Regions from separate parts of the Mus musculus genome. Here region 1 is linked to region 2. The links are chromatin contacts, called in public HiChIP or PLAC-seq maps. All regions are on one chromosome and are shown on one strand. Each heading gives the region's core, a stretch centred on a gene start, on an enhancer-like site or on the middle of the called end of the contact. The rest is flanking DNA. Distances are from core to core; before and after follow the strand shown.

Region 1 (6,003 bases), core at 431-2,930, 230 kb before region 2:
CACAGGGCCTTTTTGCCCACATTGCCTTCAGTAGCATCTGTCTCTCCTCAGGGACTTCACTTCCTCAGTTCCTCTCCAATGTCACCTCACAACAGGGTTGTCTACCTGTGTAAAAGCCACTGCCTTCTCTTGTCCTCTAATTGTTTAAACTGTTCTATTTATCTTTACAGCGATTGTTAGAACCCATTACATCCCACACTTACTGGTTTGTTTGTCTGTTTATTTGTTTGCCTTCCCTCAAAGGAATCTCAACATACCTGGCCCTGGGACTTTCCCTGCTATATCCAAGCATCTCACACAATGCCTGGCTTATAGAAAGGTTTGAGTGGATGAATTAATGAACAAATGGGTTCTACACTGGCACAGGCAGGAATGGGGATAAGAGAAACGTGTGCCCCAGCCCTTAGGTATCAGACCATTGGAATGCAGAGTCTTGACATGTCTCCGAGAGCCCCAGGCTGGGAGAAGGGAAAGGATGAAGTCCTGCGGCAGCAGGAGAGACTTGTCTTCTAGGAAGAGATCTCAGTCCGGCATCTTCCTGGACCACCTTGCAAGGGAGACTGGAGGAGCTGAGACAAGAGTGGGGGACCACAGCTTGACCAGGTGACCAGGTTACTCATGCCCTATCTCCTCTCCTATGCTTCTGTCAGGATCTCAGAGGGAGGTCTTGGACTTGGAGGTTCCTGGACTCCCTTGTTTTTCTTCCTGATGTGGTTACCTTAAATTAAATCTTCTTTTTCTGTTTTCATATTACAGAGCACTGGCTAAGACCAGCTTGCTGTTTTTCAGGCTTGGCTACAAGCACCCACACCCCTAACCACTGAGTCGTCCTACCAGTCCAGAAAATACATTCTTAAGATCTATCAACACAGAAAGAGTAACAAATGACAAAGGGGTGGTTGTCCTTTTTTTTTTCTTTAAAAAAAACAACAACAAAAAAAAAAACTTTATCCAAATAGCAAAGGAACACATAACAAGAAAGTTCTGGTTTCTATCTATAAGCGCCCAGCAAAACAGTAGCAGAAGGAGATCATGGACTGGATTGGGCTGTGGGTTTCCTTGCAAAAGGAGAAAAATTCCTCACAGGCGGATGGTAACTTCTTCAAACATCTCAATATTTACTTGGGTGTAGGAGCCACATAAGATGACGAAGTGAGTGGCCATAGAAAAATGCCTCGTGTCCTGTCCACTGTCAAAACTACTCTGGAGAAAGGACAAACTTGTAGGGAAATTGGCAAGTGTTCTTGTTAGTTTTAATCACCAGTGCTGTGTGCATTTTGGCTGTCAGAGTCTCATATCCAGCCACAGCTTTCCTAAATCCCACGGCACATTCCATCCTGCCTAGCCCAGGGCCTGGGCCCCATTCTCAGCAGGAGCTCCCTCCCACCAGACTCCTCTTGCTCCTTCGGTTAGAGCCTCAGCAGCGGGGCAGCGTGCTGTCTGTCTTTAATTGGCTGCAAGGAAGAAGGAGGTGGGGGGCTGGGGAAAAGAAAGGTTATGTAGTGTCCAAGTCTGTGCAGCTTGGGGTCCGCTAGGATGGCTGCTCTCCGGAAAGCTTCCAGAAAGTGCAGATTGGGGACTTAGAAGTGGGGCTTTTATAAACTGCACTTCTCCAACCCCCTGAAAGAAGGAGAGAGGGGGAGCTCACAGGCTGCGCTCTCTGAGAAGGCTGGATTTGGGGATGACTAATACAATTACCCCTTTGGAATTTAGCTTAAGAGATGAAAGAACTAGGCCAGAGGTAACAGTTAAAACTCCCACCCATCCTGCCCTTCCCTCTCCTGCTCAAGAGTTAGAAAAGGAACTGGGGATGGGGGGAGGAGGGGAGAGAGGGAAGGGGAAATGGAAATGGAAAGGGCACCTGCACTGCCAGTGGGTCGTCCTCTGATGTGATGTGGCCAGAGAGCATGATGGGGTGTGAGTTTCGATCCCCTGGATGTATACCTACGAGATGGATCGACTGACGCTGGATTGCAAGCATTTGGTTCCAGAGGAAAGCAAAGTCAGTGAATGGCAAGAAGAGAGGTCACTGCCCCTGGCTTGCTCAGGCCTAACAAGACTACTGAGAGAAGCCACCAAAATCTGCCCAAGCAGATGGCCCGTCCCTGGTGTGTCACGGTTTAGACTGTGCTGTGTTTCCTAGATTGTTAGACTCTGCTGTATTTCCGAGGCTGCATCCTCCCAAGGCCATTGGCCATGCACCTCATTAGAAGGCCAAGAGCAATGAATTTCATTCAAGCCTGTCCATCAGCCCATTCTGTGCCCCCTTTAACCTTCCTCAGCTGCATCCAAGAGTCCCTTCCAGGAAAATGACAGCTGGCTAGGGTCATGGAGGAGGCTGACCTGAACAACCCCCCACGCCCCCCAAATGGGACTTTTTCAGATCTTAGAGAGAAACCACCACAACCAAGAGAAGCCAAGGAGATGTAGCAACTAAACACAGCATGCTGGAACAGGGAGGGACCTGGGGCAGCAAAGGCTACGCTGGGAAAACAGGAAACCCAAAGAGATCGTGGGGAGAGTGTGGACTTTTATTAATAAAAATGTATTAGAACTGGGTCATTCATTGTGGCAAATGTAAAATGTCAACTAGAGGGGAAATTGGGCCGGCGTAGGGAAACTCAACAGTGCTTTCAGTTATTTCCTATCAATCTAAAAGATCCTGAAAGAAACCGTTTTAAAAAATGTGAAGTATTAATAGTGTAGATTAAAAAATGAAGACTTTTTTTCTGGGGAGGGCCACATTAAGGATGCTGTCACTGAAAAATGATATAGGTGCCAGCTAGATAGCTCAGTGGGTAGAAGTGTTTGCCACCAAGGCAGACGACCTTCGTCTGATCTCTGGGGCTCACACAAGCTTGCTCATGGTCTGAGTATGTAATCTCCCCACCCCCACCCCACCCCCTTACATATACACGAAGTAAATGTAATGTTTTGAGATTAAATTATATTTTATTTGTAAGAAGCAAGGTTGAGATGCTGTTTCAGTGATAATTTTCATTAATTCACTCACTGAACCATTCAACTGTGGGCGTTTGGTTTGTGTGTGCTTGGACCAGGGTTTTATGCTGAGAGTATGTGGGAGACAAAAGCTGCATCCTACAGGCAGGAAGCAGCTGGTGGCTGATGGCGAGCTGACTCACGAGCCCACAGTTGCCTTTGTTTTGTTTTGTTGTGCCAGGGAATGAAGCTGGGGCCTTGGACATGCTATGTACTAGGTAAACACTTGCTAAGTCACAAACCTATCCCACAAGCCTGACACAGTTACTGGGTGGGGGATGGGAGACATTAAACCCAGAGTGTAGTGATGACACAGAGGAGGAAACACCCTGCTACTGATTAATCAGTGCTGCACTGTGCAGTATCTTAAGTTGACAGTGTAAGGTTGAGAGTATAAACCTTGGAGTGGGACAATACTGATGATAAAAGTAACACAGAAGGGGCGGGGCGGAGCGCAGCCGCGCTAGCTAATTGAGCCTGAAGCAGCCGCGGGGATGGACGTGTTTCTTATGATCCCGCGCAAGACCACCATCTTTAAGAACATTAAGGAAGCTAGAGCACCCTGTTGGAACTGGAGCGCATCTCCTCGAGGGCATCCTCAAGCGGCCGCCAGAGGAGCAGCGACTTTACAAGGACGACCAGCTTCTTGATGATGGAAAAACTCCGAGTGTGGCTTCACTAGTTAGACAGCATGGCCACAGGCGCCAGCCACAGTGGACCTGGCCTTCCGAGCAGATGACACCTTCGAAGCTCCGCGCGTCAAGCCCTTCTCAGCCCTCCAGAGCTTCCAGATGTGATGAAGCCACAGGATTCTGGAGATGGTGCCAATGAGCGAGCTGTGCAGTGAGGGCCCCAGGTCCGCCCCTAGAGACCCATTCCCCCAATTAAAAAAAAAAAATTGGCTGTCTAAAAGAAATAAAAAGGGAACACAGTGCCAAGCTCAGGGTCAATTGGCTTCTAGTAGAATGAAGTCTTGTTGGGGAACAAGGACTACTGCATGCACGTGTGTCCATTGTTCTATCTAGTCTTCCCATACAGTCTAAGGAGCAGACACTGCCATCTTCTGCCGTTTTGGGGGTGAAGGTATGGGGATACTGACACTTTACTCATAGAAACCAGTTAACGTCAGGGCCAGGACAGAACCTAGCTCATCTCCAGAGTCTGTGCCTTGAACTTCTCTGAGTTCTCTGCCCTGAATGCCTCCTGAAGGTTGAGTATGAACCAGCAGGTGAAGTGGTCATAATAAGTCTTATTTGATAGGCTAGACCTCAGCAAATGTCCTTTCGATATAAGTTTGAGGTCAGAACTTGGTAAAATGAATTGATTAAGGGGCCCAGGAAAGGCAGCTCTAGTGCCTACACTACAGATTCTATACTGAACAGAGTTCAGTAGAAACCGTCTCACTGTATTTGGGTGTCTATGACAAAATACCCTAGGCTGGACACTTTCCTTCCACAGTTCTAGAGGCTGTGAGGTCCAAGAAGAGATTGCTGGTAGATCTGCCGTCTGTCGAGGGCTCTCTTTCTTTCTAGCTTTCTTCACATGGTGGAGAGCAGAGAGAAGAGGTGAGCCTTCTTAGATCTCTTCCTAGAAGGGCACGAATCCTTTTCCTGAAGGTTCCACTCTCATGATCCAAGTTCTTCTCAAAGTCCTCATGATACCATCATACCAGGAGTTAGGTTTCAACACATAAATGGGTACAGCACAAATATCTATAGCAGTCCATCTTTGCTTCCTCACCCCAAATTCATATCTTCTTTATGTAGAAAATACACTTTTATATCATCCCAGTGATTTCAGTATCACCTCTATAGTCTTATGTCTCATCTAAATATCATTTTAATCAGGCATATGGATAATATTTGTGATGCAATTCATTCTGAGAGACAAAATTCTTCTCTAACTGTGAACATGTCAAATCAAAGAAGTTGGTGTTTCTCAAACACCAGTGGTTGAATGGGTTGGCAAGACTTTATCACTCTGAAGGGGTCAACCCTAAATATTAAAAAAAAAAAAAAAAAAAAAAAAAAAGCTGATTAGTCCTAAGAAATTCAGACATGCCAGGCAAATCCTATGAAATTTTGGTTTTGGTTTGGTTTTCAAGACATGGTTTCTCTATGCAGCCTTGGCTGTCCTGGAACTCACTCTGTAGACCAGGCTGGCCTTGAACTCAGAGATCCATCCACCTGCCTTGGCCTCTTGAGTGCTGAGCACTGGAATTAAAAGGTGTGTGCCACCAAAGCCCAACAGATCCTGTGAAATGCAAATCCTATGAAAAGTTAAGGCTCTGGAAACATCCTCTTCTGCTGGGTGATCAGCTCCCCCAGCCCAGGAGTAGCTCCTGGCTCTCAGGACTGAGCTGTCCCATGATGCTGTTGCAGGTTCCTGCTCTGTAGAGTCTAGAGTGTGGGGATAGGCTTCCTTCCCTTGCCTTTAAGAACAAGACACTTACAGCCTTCCTTTGTTCCATCCACTTTGGCTGTTTCTTTTGGTGCCTGCAGGCAGTTCCTTTGCTGTAACCCCACCTCTCTCTCTGACTTCTGATGAGGTGCAAATGTTTCACATTTATGCCAGTCTTTCCAGGAAATGGCTAGCCTGACTATTCTTCTGTTCTCTTCCCAGTACTTTCCCATTTGTGTGTGTGCTCCGGACAGGCTGAGAATTATTTCACATCTGATCTCTTAATTCCTTTTGCTTAACAATTCTGTGCTCGGGTCACTTGCTTGCCCCTGCATTTTACCATAGGCACTGAGAAGGAGCTAAGCACCACTCCAGCCCTACACTTAGCTGTCTACTCAGCTAAACGCCCAGCTGCTTCCTTTGCAATCTCTACCTTCCACTAAACACCAGAATGTGAACAAAATTCAGCCAAGTTCTTTGCCACCTTGTGCCCGGGATGTTCTTTCTTCCACTGTCCCAACAGCAGGCATCGTTCCTTGGAGACATCTGAATGGGGACAAGGCTCCACCACATGTGCTTTTGGAGGCTACTCTTTATATAGAA
Region 2 (5,942 bases), core at 1,662-4,161:
CCCAGTTATAACCAGAGCTACTGGAAGACTGGAGAGGGCGTCACACACACGAGGCACCTTCTAGAAGCATCCTTCCATGTCACACTGCCGTCTACACTGTCCCTCTGACCCATGCTCTGAGGGACAAACGGCCTCAGCTCTGCTCTCAAGACACAGTGAGAGCAGAGGCATGCTTAGGGTCCAGTGAGCAGTACAGAGAAGCCGGTGGGGTAGAAGGAGACACATTCTGATCACAGAACAAGAAACTCTTTTGGTTCTTACACCCAGTGCCCTCAATGTTCAAATAAGAAATCAGATTCAAATACAGGACCTTCCCGAATCACTGCAGCTAGGGAGGAGTCCCTGAGATTCCGCTACCGAAGCAGAAAAGGGGCCGCGGGACATAGGCAAGTCACTTCCGCACCATGGCACACCTGAGATAGGGTGGCTAGAGGGGTTGCTCTGGGGGAGCAGCTCAGGGTGCTTGTGGGAAAATACAGTAAAGTGAAAACTAAAAATTAACTGAAGACTGGAGCAGAGGTGTCCTCGGGCCCCACCCCTTGACCAGCTTCTTGTCCGAGCGCAGGTGTCCTCAGGCCCCGCCCCCCATGGCCAGCACCACCACAGAGCACAGCAGCAGAGCCTATGATGTGGCAGGCATGCCACCAATGGCACACAGATCAATTTCCCACGCTAGAAGGCTTGTCTCTGCCACCACATCCTTTCTTGTCTTGCAAGCCTTGCTCTCAGCTGGGAGGGTCAGCGCAGCAACACCCACACACATGCCCACGAAAGCACTCTGATGCTAACTAACACTGACCACTGGGATCCCCCTCTTCCGCCAGGTTTGTCAGCGTAGAATGTGGTGCCGTGGAAAAGCGGCCAGACAAGCCAGAGGCCCTTCCTCTGGGTGGGTGTTCCTCATTCGGTCTGTGACCCAGACCCGCTGCTCTTGCCCAGGGGTGCAAATTAATTTATCTATCTATCTATTTATTTATTTATTTATTTTTCTTTTTTTTCGAGACAGGGTTTCTCTGTATAGCCCTGGCTGTCCAGGAACTCACTCTGTAGACCAGGTTGGCCTCGAACTCAGAAATCCACCTGCCTCTGCCTCCCAAGTGCTGGGATTAAAGACGTGCGCCACCACCACTCAGTACAAATTAATTTTATGTGGAAGCTCAAATCCACAGGGTCACCGTCTTTTAGGTGGGTCTGACTCATTTTCTTCCGTTGGCACATCATGGAATCTTTCCACGACAAGACAGCATGTCATAGAAGGAGCAGCCTATGGGGTGTTAAAAAAGACGGACGTGCTCTGTCCATAATATTAATCTTTGCTTTGTTCTCTTAAGAAGCTCACTCAGTGCCTCAGTTTCCTGATCTGTCAGGAGGAAAGGACAGTCACTATTTCCATGGGGTGCAAATGACATCATAATGAGATCACTTTATAAAATGGACCTCAGAATATAGCTATCAGAGATTATCATCATACTTAGTAAAAACAATTAATAATGATTGCCAGGATGCGTTAAAGAGAAATTACTCAGAGACCCTTGTTGAGGAACAATAAGAGTGACTTTACCCAGGCCATTTAGACAGATAAAGGACCACTTTGGTGGGCTCCTCAGTGGGAAAGAGCAGTGGGGCTCAGCTTGACCACAGTAAGGGCAGGTGGGCAGGTATAGTCCGACGTCAGGCAGGAGGGGTCAGTGGATGGAAAATTACTAAGAAAGATATATCAGGAGTGAGAGAGAGATTCTGGCTAAGCTGACGTCACAGGATCCCAGCTGAAGACAAAATGAGGCACCCCTGAGGGACAGTGGAAGACGGGGCTCATTGGATTCTGAGATATTGAGTGTGACCAGGTGTCAAGTGTGAGCTTCTTGCTGGATTGACTTAGCAAGAGTCTCAGGGTTTTATTAAGCACACATGGACCAAGGAGGAGAGCCGGAAGCTCAACTAAAGCTGGTCAGAAACACTGTCAATCGACATAATGGTGATTTTGAAACCTTTTGGAAAAAAGACCCCACAGACCTGTGCTAGAGGAGACCAAACACCTCTGCGTGTGCACACCTGCTTTCAGTGCCTCAGGAGCAGCTCGGGGAAGCCAGGGGCTACTGAGCACAGGGTAGGTTTCTGGGTTGGGGGGAAGGAAGGGCTGATTGCTGTGTCCAGGATCGATGAGGGTGACTCTTCCCAACCATTAGCCCACATCTCATGGGGAGGCAGGCAGCTTGCAAGGCAGGGCTGAGGCGTAGACTGGATTTGTGAAGTTTTAACTCCCGACAGCTGACAAAAGACTAATAAAATCTGGGCCAGGATTTTCCCAAGAGGGATGTGTCACCATGGACTAGAAATGAAACCGAGGGGAGGAGGGCTTTTGGAAGAACTCCCTTATCCTCTGCGCTTTTGTGGGACAGTTGAAAATACACGTGGTGCTAAATTAGCGCTCCAAGACCACGAATAAAAGTGCTTTCACATTCCTTTCTTTAAAAATATTTATTCAAATGGGATGAAATGTTATGGGGGCTTTGTGTCTGGAAGCAGGGTTAATTAAGGATTTCCTGCCGGCTTTGTGAGGCGGTGACATGCCATTGAGATGCCCCGTCTATTTAGTCTGCCTGCTTCCCTTTTCTTTCTATTCATCCAGCTGGTGGTGAAATTCCAGGGAAATCTTTGCAGGGATGTAAGAGAAAACACTGCTATTCCCTACATTCTGTGCTTACCAAGAAAATGAGGGTGTCGGAGACTCGAGGCACACAAACCAGACTACTACAGAACCAGGTCTGGGTCCCCTTCCTTGAGGTTTGTAAAATGTGATGTAGCTGGTGTGCAGAAAAGAGGCTCTTGAGCTCCTGGCCAGGGGTTTTCAAAGGAAAAGCCCAGCCGCCTTGTGCGGCCTCCTGAAACAAAGGCCCAGGGCAGCCCCTTGGAGCTCAGCGCCCCCATCACCTCCCCCGTTCTCACAGGCGGTTTCCCTGACATAAAAGGGCTGCCTGATGCAGTTGCTCCTTCAACAGCAGGTTTAAAAAATGCATGAAACCCAAGATTGAATGCCACCCAGTTTGGCCTCTACAGAGGCTAGCTCTGCAGAGGGACAAGGGGCAGCCAGGCCAACCAAGAAACCAAGGAAGCCTGCTTTCTGCTCCCTGAGGCAAACCTGTTTTAGGGGCCAATCACCCCTCCCCCATTTTGATCTTCTGACCCCAAATAGGATCTGTGGCTTGTTTCTCTTGAGGACCCTCCTGCCCTGGAAGCAGTCAGTTTCCCCAGGCAAATGTAGGCAAACAGGGTCCAGCACTCAGAGTTGGGCTGCCCCCAACTGCTGTCGCAAAGCTGTCCTCAGAGCCTGTCACCGTTCTGCGCCACCTTAATTTTTCTTACCCACCTTAACTTCTAATTTTTCTTATCTTGTTCTCTACACATCTTCTCCCTTCCCTCCTTTTGCATTGTCTCTGAAGGGCCATGCATACGCAGTTACTATATTTTTGTATGTGTTAATATGATTAGTTTGTTAAAATGGTATGCCAGGTTTAGGTCCTTCGTCCCTTCGTTCCTTTTGACAGACCCTCACCGTGCAGTCGTGGTTGGTTTACAATTCACTATATAGACCAGATGGCCTTGAACTCATGAAACTCCCCCCCCCCCCCGAGACTGCGACTGCCTCCTGAGTGCTGCTGGCACTGAAGGGGAAACCTTTACTTTGCCTGTTTCTTTCTGTTCAAAAGTTCAGATCGCTTCACCCCAGCGAGAGCAGCTAGGATGGGAAATCAGAAGCAAGTGTTGGCAAGGATATAGAGAAACTGCTGTGCCAGATGCTCCTGGTAGGGATGTAAACTGGTATAGTCGCTGTGGAGGATAGCTTGCCAGTTCTTGCACAAGTTCAACTACTACATGACCTCCCAATCCTACTTCCGAGTACACATCTGAAGAGACTGGAAAGCAGACCCCTGTCTGCCCACACTCAGAACACTTTCCTCACAATACCAAGTAGAAGCAACCTAGGTGTCCATCACTTGGTGTGTGACCAAGCCAGACGGGATCTGTAAATACACCTGGGACATTATTCAGTCTTTAAAAGAAGATTCTGACACCTACTAAAGCAAGATAGGGCCCCACGGATAATATGCTAAAATAAGAAGAAAACATTCAAGCATTCAAATACTGTATGATTCTGTTCATACAAGATACATAGGGAAGTCAAAAAATCATAGAGACAGAACATAGAATGGGAGTTGGGGGTGGGGCAGTTGGCGGGCACTGGAGGTTGGTGGATGTATGGTTTCAGTTTTACAAGATGAAAAGAGGCTTAGAGACAGTTGCTCAACCAAACGACTGTACTTAATACCACTGAACTGTACACCCAAAATGGCTAATGTGGTAAATTTTATGTTGTGTGTGTTTTACCACAAACTTTTAAATCTGAGGGGAAAATATTAGAAGTCCATGTCATTGTCTTGGGCACCAAATATCCTAATATGTCATCATACTAAGCCACTCAAGGTTCACTTGTGGAGGGGCCCAGAGAAGCAGAAGAGATGGATCAGGATTCAGGTACAGGGCCTAACCCTTGCAGTACCAAGCTTACTAGGAACCCTCAAGTCTCTGTCATTCTCCCGCTGTCTGCTAATAACCTCTGCAGGTCCAGTGTTTTCTACAGCTCTCAGAGATGAAGGTCGGTGGCAGCTAGCACACTTCAGAAGCTTGTGTGTTCATGAAGGGGTGGAGAAGAAAGAAGAAAGAAAACAGGTGAGCTTGCAGCTTCTCCTCAGCCAGAGCTAACCCAGCTGAGTGACCCCTTCCCTCAGTCTTCTTCCCTAGCTGGCAGTTGGTCCCTGACAGGCGATGGGAAGCCACTGAGACCCAGCTCACAGGGATCCCTCGGTGGGTATTTGGGGGAGGGAGGCAGAACCCCGTGCCTGCTTTGTCCAAGGACACCAGGTGATGGCAAATCTGGAGGACTGGGTCCCAGAGTGTGCAAGGGTGCTGCAGAGCCTACTGCGGAGAGGGAAACAGGCAGGGGTGTGAGGGGACCAGAGTACCTTTTTGGAGTGAATGCAATTCTTCTTCCTAGCAGGTAGAAAGTATCTCCTGGTGTTCTCCATCCCCACACAGCCTCATTCCCTCAGATCTCCATTCTCTCCCAGCTCCTGGCTCTCTCCATCTGTCCCCTGTCTGTTTCATAGGCACAGTCTACATTATCAGCTGCTCTTCAGCCTAGAGCCTTCCTTGCTCCTCACATGAGGCCAGAGCTAGCGTTTAGCCTGTGGGACTATGGGACTGTGCCTGTTTTACAGGTGGGTGCAGAGGCTCAGCATAGAATAGCTTGTCTAGGTTTACACATTTGCAAGCAGGAGACCTGAGATTAGAACCTTGAGAGTCTAGCTTCAGAACTAGAACCAGGTTCATTACTAAGTTACTTTGTTGGGTTGAGTTGGGTTGGGTTGGATTTAGCAATAATTCCTTCTTCCACCACTCATTCCCTTCCCATAACTTCCTTCATTCACCCTTATCCTCTGATGACAGAAACGATGCTCGACCATGCCAGGAGGTTGGGTTTCCAAGCATAGCTGAGAGGTGGGCAGGTGGTGACTGACAGGCTGAGAAGAGAACTACCAGCATTTGGTTCTGACAGCATTAACGTAGAGCTCCATATTTAATTCCTGTCTTTTTTTTTTTTTTTCCCCAGAAGGCTCTTACTGACCATCTCTATCCAAAGCTCCTATGACACCAAGGCTTTAGCAATGTCAGGTGCGGCAAATGATGCACCCACACCCACCACAAACAGAACTCATAATTCCAGATGTTTCCTGTTCTGCACTCTTCTCCACAGACGCAGTTCTGTTAGGCTTCCTTATCAAGAATGGGTGGCCCCGGAAGGCATTCACTGTCCTCTCACCCCCATCAGATGCAGATGACACCCTCAGGGGTGTCTGTAGCTCTGCGCATGCTCATTTGTGTCC

What was found. HiChIP or PLAC-seq counts read pairs in DNA pulled down with a chosen protein or histone mark.
Region 1: a contact with region 2 is called in an H3K4me3 HiChIP or PLAC-seq map of the SCID.adh cell line, with 20 read pairs. The contact joins two enhancer-like sites. A contact is called at or near these places in 1 of 39 promoter capture datasets (stem cell-derived epiblast-like cells), 1 of 484 Hi-C or Micro-C datasets (the G1E-ER4 cell line), 5 of 115 datasets of contacts at active chromatin or transcription factors (the SCID.adh cell line, double positive thymocytes, effector CD8 T cells and 2 more) and 2 of 9 other capture datasets (embryonic stem cells and embryonic trunk).

Annotation. Positions count from the first base shown.
Region 1 is chr1:166,041,183-166,047,185 of GRCm38.p6, reverse strand. Gm33224 (a long non-coding RNA gene) reads left to right here. Exons shown (of 3, transcript XR_865710.2): 2 at 1-319; 3 at 401-1,734. It also overlaps the pseudogene Gm7626. Among named protein-coding and RNA genes, the nearest start is that of Gm33224, 4.9 kb to the left of the region's middle. Within about 2 kb of position 1,680, at least 90 of the 459 cell types and tissues checked have an H3K27ac peak or open chromatin away from gene starts, as enhancers often do. A contact at or near this core is called in the SCID.adh cell line, where this site is marked.
Region 2 is chr1:165,811,285-165,817,226 of GRCm38.p6, reverse strand. The region is part of intron 1 of Cd247 (CD247 antigen); the gene reads right to left. Among named protein-coding and RNA genes, the nearest start is that of Gm23402, 4.5 kb to the right of the region's middle. Within about 2 kb of position 2,911, at least 53 of the 459 cell types and tissues checked have an H3K27ac peak or open chromatin away from gene starts, as enhancers often do. A contact at or near this core is called in the SCID.adh cell line, where this site is marked.